Regions from separate parts of the Mus musculus genome. Here region 2 is linked to region 1. Evidence: chromatin contacts called from public Hi-C data. All regions are on one chromosome and are shown on one strand. Each heading gives the region's core, a stretch centred on a gene start, on an enhancer-like site or on the middle of the called end of the contact. The rest is flanking DNA. Distances are from core to core; before and after follow the strand shown. Region 1 has its middle 17 kb from the start of Elavl2. Region 2 has its middle 140 kb from the start of Gm32035.

Evidence for each region. Hi-C and Micro-C count contacts between places; a contact is called where the count stands out from the background.
Region 2: a contact with region 1 is called in a Hi-C map of the N1E-115 cell line, with 9 times the contacts expected there. The contact joins two enhancer-like sites. A contact is called at or near these places in 4 of 39 promoter capture datasets (the 3T3-L1 cell line, cranial neural crest, frontonasal cranial neural crest and 1 more), 3 of 484 Hi-C or Micro-C datasets (the N1E-115 cell line, cerebral cortex and cortical neurons) and 1 of 9 other capture datasets (liver).

The regions. Positions count from the first base shown.
Region 1 is chr4:91,390,930-91,395,150 of GRCm38.p6, forward strand. It overlaps a transcript of Elavl2 not described here. Among named protein-coding and RNA genes, the nearest start is that of Elavl2, 17 kb to the left of the region's middle. Within about 2 kb of position 1,947, at least 5 of the 459 cell types and tissues checked have an H3K27ac peak or open chromatin away from gene starts, as enhancers often do. A contact at or near this core is called in the N1E-115 cell line, where this site is marked.
Region 2 is chr4:94,004,918-94,008,593 of GRCm38.p6, forward strand. No RefSeq gene overlaps it. Among named protein-coding and RNA genes, the nearest start is that of Gm32035, 140 kb to the left of the region's middle. Within about 2 kb of position 2,409, at least 14 of the 459 cell types and tissues checked have an H3K27ac peak or open chromatin away from gene starts, as enhancers often do. A contact at or near this core is called in the N1E-115 cell line, where this site is marked.

The DNA of each region.
Region 1 (4,221 bases), core at 697-3,196:
AGCAACCAATGAAGAAATACACACACACACACACACACACACACACACACACACACACACACACAGAGAGAGAGAGAGAGAGAGAGAGAGAGAGAGAGAGAGAGAGAGACAGAGAGTATGCTAGCCTGACATGAATTTTCTATCAGTAACTTTTGACTTACAGTGACTTTTTATTAAACACAGCAAGACTATCCTTAACACTTTTTTCGTAGTTTAAAATGTATTAGCAACTTGCCTGTCACCTTAGAAGAAATGGAAATATTTCCCTAGTAGATTTTGAGCTTTAACAATGTTAACAAAGGTGGAAACAGCCTAAAGGTAACAAAGGATACTCAGACCCTAAAGGTTAATGGCAAGGCAGAAAGGAAGTGAGAAGTCCTTCCATTGTTGTCAGGGCTGGTTTGGGTACAGCTGGAGCACTCTCGGATTCAAGCCTTTTAAAGCAGACCTACACGTAGGAATTCAGGAAAATTCCATGGCAGTCACACTCCCAAACAGTTTTTAATTCAAAATTTGCAGGGAACAAGCCATTGATATACTATCCCTGGATTTAAGAATTCAAATTGCATAGATTGCCTAGGAGCTCACTGTGAAAATATTCATTCCCTGAGGGCAATCTACCTTCAGGCTTTAAGAATGACTCTGCAGTCTAGAAATAATTTAGCATCATGCATTGACAAGCCATTGTAGATCAAGGAGATGCTGATTAAGCTGTAGATGAGAGGGGCTGATAGGCCCATATTCCAGTTCCTACATATGAAATGAAATAGTTTCTGTGTTACCAGCAATGAGTTATTTTCTCACAGATGGATGCTTTGAACAGCTCTATGTACACCAGCCAAGTGTGGTTAGAAACGTTATCCAGTGCAACCCAACCCCTAGGCCACCCTAGGTCTGGAGAGCAGATAACTTATAGCCACTGTGCCTCCCTACTGAGAGGACTGCCCTCCCTGGATGACAGCCTTTTCTAACCTATTATCAGATCTGGAATCATAAGAATTCTGTGCAAGATTCTTGATGTCAGGCTCAGGACTTGTCATCCTCTTAGAATCTGTCAATTTGTTTTTTTGTTTTTTTTTTTTTTTTACACATCATATAGGATATTTTCCTATTTCTTAGAATGACTTTTAGGGCCCTTTTTTACTGGGTAGTAGATAGATAACTTCATTTTGAACATATTCGGAGATGAGCAAGTGAAAGATTATTTCAGAAAAGCTGTGGTTGCAGTACTCTTTCATGTATCCACTAGAGGACTCCTCTCACTCTCTGTGGCCTCTGGCATTTGGTGCTTAACTAACTCTTGAGTTGAGCCACTGGCTACATATCAACGTTAGAACGAAAACATTCCCCCTACTTTTAACACCTCCTGCTAGTTCAATAAAGCCATGTTTAAATAACTGAACTGGCTTCAATGAACTGTACTTGCCATCTTTTTCCTGCGTCTTAGCTAGATAAAATGGAGATAATTATGAAGTGGATGAGCAGGTTTAATGAAAGCCAGTTTCTTTGGGTACACTCCTGAAGCAGCAATCATCATCTGTTTGGCTTTTGAAGAGCAACAATTATAATCACTTAAACCCCCAAGGGGAACAAAAATAGAATTTACATTAGCATATAAAATATACAGCTGGATTGGGCAAGCCTACAAAATTCTGGGGAAATCGGTCCTACTCTGAATGCTATTCAAGCTCACAAGTAAAATGAGTTTGAGAGTATTTTTCCATACTTCCTTCCTATAAAATAATACATGTAACAATGATGAGAGGCAAGAATATTTTACATACTTCCTTCCTATAAAATAATACATGTAACAATGATGAGAGGGGTTTCCTAAAAAGGAACACGGGGAAATACATTTAAAAAAAAATGGTTGCCAGGAGAGAATGCCAGAAGGAAGGGCTACAATGTGTTAGGAGAGGCTCAGAGAGCAACTGTGAGATGTTATACGCATAAAGTCCAAGTTTCCACAGTATAAAGCTACACACATCTGCGAGCTTCAGAAAGAAGCAGGATAGTTTGAACTTGACCAACAGTGAAAATTAATCCCAAGGAAGGTAACTTTCACATTAGCATCACCTCCTTTTCATCAGGTAGATATGCAATAATACAAAGAAACCGAAACTGGTTTAAAGCATTTCTTTAGATCAATCGCTCTCACATACCCTCTTTATTACATCCCCTGTTACAGAGCCCTGTTCACAGACAATCTCCCTCAGCACTTCCGTTATTTAATTACTTTCGCTTGTGAGTCTCGTGTACAGTTTGCAAGATCTATTTTTTTTTTTGCTTGAGCATAGAAGAATAAAAATGGAGCTTTGCTGAATCCATTATGCCACCAGCAACAAAACACTAACATAATCAATATATTAAAGGCTTTCCTGGCTGTGCACATTTGTCAAAGGCAGTGTGTCTGAGGAATTACACTAATGAATCTTGGAACAGTCAACATCCGATGCAGGAAGCTTGCTCTCCCTCATATGTGCATAACTATGTAACGACAAGAGAAATGTATACTACTGTCTTTCTGAACATCATTTGAAAATCCATTAGTCTACTTTTTTTAGTGGAAAGAAAACACAAAGTCCATGGTGCAAAACTGAGATGCCTCCAGAAATGCCTAGGTAATACCAAGTATAGGTATATTCGTGGGACCACCCTCTACCTCCCGAAAGGAAATTGGTACCTAACTTCTGATGATGTTAGCCTCATTGCATATAAACATTAGGCCACATATCTACCTTAGAGATGGAATGCCCACTGCTTGACAAAATTGCCCCATTTTCCAATGGGACATTCCCATGGAGGCTGTAGCATTGCCCATAACTAAACAACATGCCTTGATTTTTGTAGAGCTAAGTCTTTCATTCATTTGTATTCTCAGATACAGTGGCCTCCAATGTAGCCTCAACATATATATATATATATAAAAAAATCAATGCCACAAAATCAGGTTCAGTGCTGATAGATTAAGCCCTGAGGTGTTCGTAATGCAAGCCTAAATGTCTACAGCAATCTTAGCTCTCATTATCTTTACCAAAGGATAACGTTAATTTTTAAGATTTTATTAAACATTTATAATATTAATCAGTCCTTTAAATGACTTTTTCTGGAAACATTAAAAAAGCTAGATTCTTCCTTCTTAATGGAAATGATCTCCAGTCGTATTAACTTTATAATCTCTATCTCAAGGCATGCACACCACTGCTGCTTCCTTTATTAGCCTTCACAGTGGCCTTCAAGAGTGGTGGTATCTAGTTTGCATTATTTCATGAGTTCCTGGTAGCACATTCATAGTCTCAGAGGTATTGAAAATCCACAACATGTAACTCACCTAAGACAATGTGTAATGGCTTCCTCTTCAAAAAAGTTATAGCGATAGCTTAAGTGCAGAACTGAAGGACCTAAGGGGGAACTTTAAGTAAGGTGCTCCTGGCTTTTCTTCTCCTAACTTTAAAGACATTGAATATTTTTCCCACTCTTGATTTCAGGGCATTATAACTTTGGATGAAGTTATGAGAATGCAGTAGAGGAGAGGTTAAGAAGAAGATGTCCCATAGACTTGCTCTAAAACAGTCTCAGTCTTTCGTTAGTACTAAGTACAATAAATGGTCTTATTATTTAATAAAACTAATTTTCATGATACCTATTTTCCCTTATGTTTAAAGTTGAAAAAAGCTTTAATAACTCAATTTTTCTCTTTTATAATATATTTCTATAACCACAGCCTTTTATATGCACAGCTATAGGTATTTATTATTTATAGGGACAGATTATTTTTTTTAATTTTGATGAATATGATAGACAAAAAATATGCCTAGTCACAGAGTTTTTATTTTAGTACATAATACAAATTTCCAAATTATGGATATAATAGAAAAATCATGAATACATTTTAAGATTTAAAACAGAAAAAAAATGTATTGAGGGCTTTGTTTTTATTTTCTTGTTGTTTTGCCTTTGTGGGGTTTTTGTTTTTGTTGTTTCACTGTTTTTGTTTGTTTGTTTGTTATCTATTCACAAACAATCAAATTTAATTTTGGGGGCTAAAATTTGACCAGTCTTTCAAGATACATGTTCCAGGGCCAATAGAACTGAATCCTAAATATTATACATAGTCAAGCCTCTGTTCATCACAGAGGACCCTGGGGTGCACTGAGGCAGAGTCAAACATGCACAGTTGTAGCTCAGGCTGGTTTGAAATCCAGCATGTTGGGATAAAAT
Region 2 (3,676 bases), core at 1,159-3,658, 2.6 Mb after region 1:
AAAATGCCTGCCCATGTCATATCTCCACTAAAATGGCTGCCCTCATCATATCCACCTCCCCCCTCATAAGTCAACCGGAACCAGACAGAGCCTTGAAATTAGTGGTCCTTTCATTTCAGTTTTGTTAGCTTCCTATTCAATGCTTCTTCCCACACCCAATGTATCACACTTTAAACAACAGTAAATCTCTAGCCCTGAGAAGACTAGTCCCCAGGGTTAGTCTAGAAAGTCCACCGAATCCATGAAAGTGAGGATTAGACTGTTTAAAGTCTTCCTGACTTCCCATATTTCAGGAAAGAGACAGACATAGAAAACGGAAGAAGATAAATGCTGTAAGAAAATACCTACACTCTGAGATCGATGCTCTAAGATCTAATCATTTCACAATTGAGAGCAAGTATAGTATAGTATGCTAACCGAAGAGACGGCGTTCCGATGCCGCGCTGCTAAAAGGCCATTTGGGTGGATCGTCTCTGCAGCAGGAGAGAGAAGCAGCCAGGGTCATTTGCAAGGACTTTTGCCTCATTGACTTCTGTTTCCTCCAGGGTCCTTTCTGGCTGATCTGTCATCTGCGGTTTGGGAGGAGAGGAGTTATTTTCACATTCTCCCTTTTTGCCTCCTGGCTTTTGGCTCTTCAGGAAAGTGTTTAGCTCAGAAAACAGCTGGCTACCGTCAGTTTTGTGTAGGGTTATGAGACACAGCACCCCAGTGTTCGTTTCAGAGATGGCTTTGAAAACACTTGTGTAGGCTGGCACCTTTGACTGCCTGGACCTCTGTGTTTACTCATTATGGAAAAAAAATGGAAAGAAAAAAAGATGAGAGTCTCTCTGTGCTGCTAATAATACTCTTCTCGAGGCAGGTCGTTCTGTTTTTGGAAATCAGACTGAGGCAGTGGAGAGGCTACTGCAGTCAGCCTTGCTGTCTAGTGGGCTGGTGTGTGATGAAGGGTCTTAGTGAGATCATGTCTATTTCCTCTAGAAGCCCAGGACCCTGGCCTGGCCCCTGTGACTCACTAGGACTTTTGCAAGAACAGCCAGTCTTTTAGGAAGGCCCTCTTGCCTCTCTGGTTGGGTACTTCTGTGGTGATCTGGATGGTGTTCTTTCAGAAGTTGCCCTTCAGGTCAACTTCCCCTTCTCCAGGCATTTCGTTACTGTTTTATCTATCAAGAAAACCCAAATGATAAGCAGGCATTTTGAACTTTTAACAACACAAGGGCTAAAGGTATATATAGAGAGAGATTTAAAATGTCTTTTAAAATGTCTTTTCTGGGGGGGGGGGGGGGGGATTGCTATTAGCCTTTTCGGGTAAGGCTGAAAAGATGTTCTAAAATGTCCAATTTTTAACGACTGCAAGAAATGTAAAGATTAAGGAAAGGAGAAACCACAGTGATAGTTCAGTTAGAAAAGTGCTTGCCTTACAACCATAAAGGCCTGAGTGTGATCCTTAGAACTCCTATGAAAAGTCAGATGTCGTGGCTTGCATTATAATCCCAGTGCTGGGTGTATAGAGGCAGGTGAATACCTGGGCCTCACTCCATCCAGCCCAGCCTATTTGTTGAGTTCCAAGCTGGTATAAGAGAGTAGGTTTGCTTATTTGTTTTTCCTTCACTTTTCTTTTTTGTAATTGTTGTTCTTGTTCTTGATGCACTTGTGGCTGATGATGACACCTAAAGCCAAACACCCAATGCTATCCTCTGGCCTCCACACCTTTGTGCACACACATACACACACATGCACACAAACACAAATTAGGCAAGACGGAAAACCACTGACCATGTATGTACTTATGTCTGATCCACTATGTTGAGATACCATTTTCTATCATTCTGAACTACAATAACTCATCTATTCAAGGTTTCCTAGAGCCAGTCTGTTAGTCAGTGACAGAGTGAGTCTCACATGAGAGATGAGTTCACTGCTTACCTCTGCCGCCAGCTGATTTGATATTGCTCAACTTTTCTTGCAATCCTCTTCTTCTATAAGAAAAGGTGAACTCTCTCAACCTCTTAAACATGTCATAACAATTACATGGGATAAGTTGCGTATGGTTGTAATCCCAGAAAGGAAGTAAACATTTAACAAACATGTGTTTCCTGACATTAACCAAGTATTCCTGACTAAGAAGATGATATCAAAACTCAGTGCTGAAAATTGAGCATCCTTTAATGTTTAAAGGCACATATGCCAAACTGTGTATCCTAATTTACAAATGGAGCCAAGCTCCTTTTCCATCAGGAAACCAGAAGCACCAAGCATGTTCAGAAAACGCACAAAAGGAACACCACCTGATGTAGTCTGTGGTACGGCCTCACGGACCCTTCCTTTTTCTCAAAGCCAAACGTCCACATAACAGGCTGAAGGTGGCTGAGGCAGCCAAGGGCAGGGTTTTGTAATTCTCCGGTCAGCATAACCAGAACCTACCCTCTATGCATGCTGCCTTTATTTTCTCAGTTTCTTCCTTGGAGGTCAGGGACACTTAGGAGAGTTTTTTTTTATATAGTTTTCATTTTTTAAAAATGGCAACTGTGGTCAAAGCTACAAAACCAGGAATGAAAGAAAGAAATTGTTTCCCCGTGTCCTTTCAACTCCTCGCAGAGGACACTTCCAAATCCTGGGACTTGGTGAGGGCTTATTGTTTTAGGTAACACTGCCCTCTGTTGGAAAAGTGATGCACTTCTTTGTTAAAAGAGCAGGACTGGTAGTATCAGTGCAGAGGCATTAAAACAGATGGGAAGCTGTAACCTTCTTAGCTAAACATTCCAGCACCTGTCCCAACCAGTCAGAATAGAAAAAGAGAATCGAGTAACAGGACACACACACACACACACACACAATTAAATAATACAAACTCAACACAAAAACAGTCTTTCTAGACTGTTTTTAAAAGAAAATATATATACTTTCAATTAAAAGACGATTTAGCTTCTAACATTTTGTTTTAAAACTTTTAATTTTGACACTGCTCTCACTGTCAAGAGTGGTCAGGGCAGCTCATGGACTGCAAGATCTGGAAGGCTTTGAGGTAACATTTGCCCACAAAGAAACCCAGAAATAAGGCTCTGCTTTTTGGCTTAAAGAACTCAGATGCTTCTCAGAGTGTGACTGTCGTGGCAGTACCGAGGGTAGTCTAAGGAGGGACACCATGTGGCTCCCTTTGTCTCTCAAACTATTGATAAATGGACTCCCAAGAAATTAGAGTGTCCCCAGTAGTCTTACACAGAGAGAAGGAAAAGGCTGCAGTCTGGTACCAGCCAGAGAAGAAACTTATCTCTAGGAAAGGAATTTCACACAATTCTGGCAACTCATCAGGAGAATATGAAGTCCAGACAATGATGGACAGACAAGACTGTTTAAATGTGCATATCTTTTACACTCTACTTAAAACTAAACCTCATGTCAGGACTTCGAGGATAGAGGGGAGATGAAGAGGTGTCACTACACCTCTTTGTTTCTATTTTAATGTGGTCACATCGACTAAGTCACTGGTTTTCTCTGTTATTTGCCTATTACAGTATCCTACTACAGTCAGATGGGTGAGTATAGCTTGCAAGGGATTCCAGGGTCCATTTGCTGACCATAGCAACAACCAAAATGAAAAAGAAAAAAAAAACATGAGATTTAAACATGCTATAATTATCTAATGGTGTCACCCTGGTATCTTATATATTAGATTTTT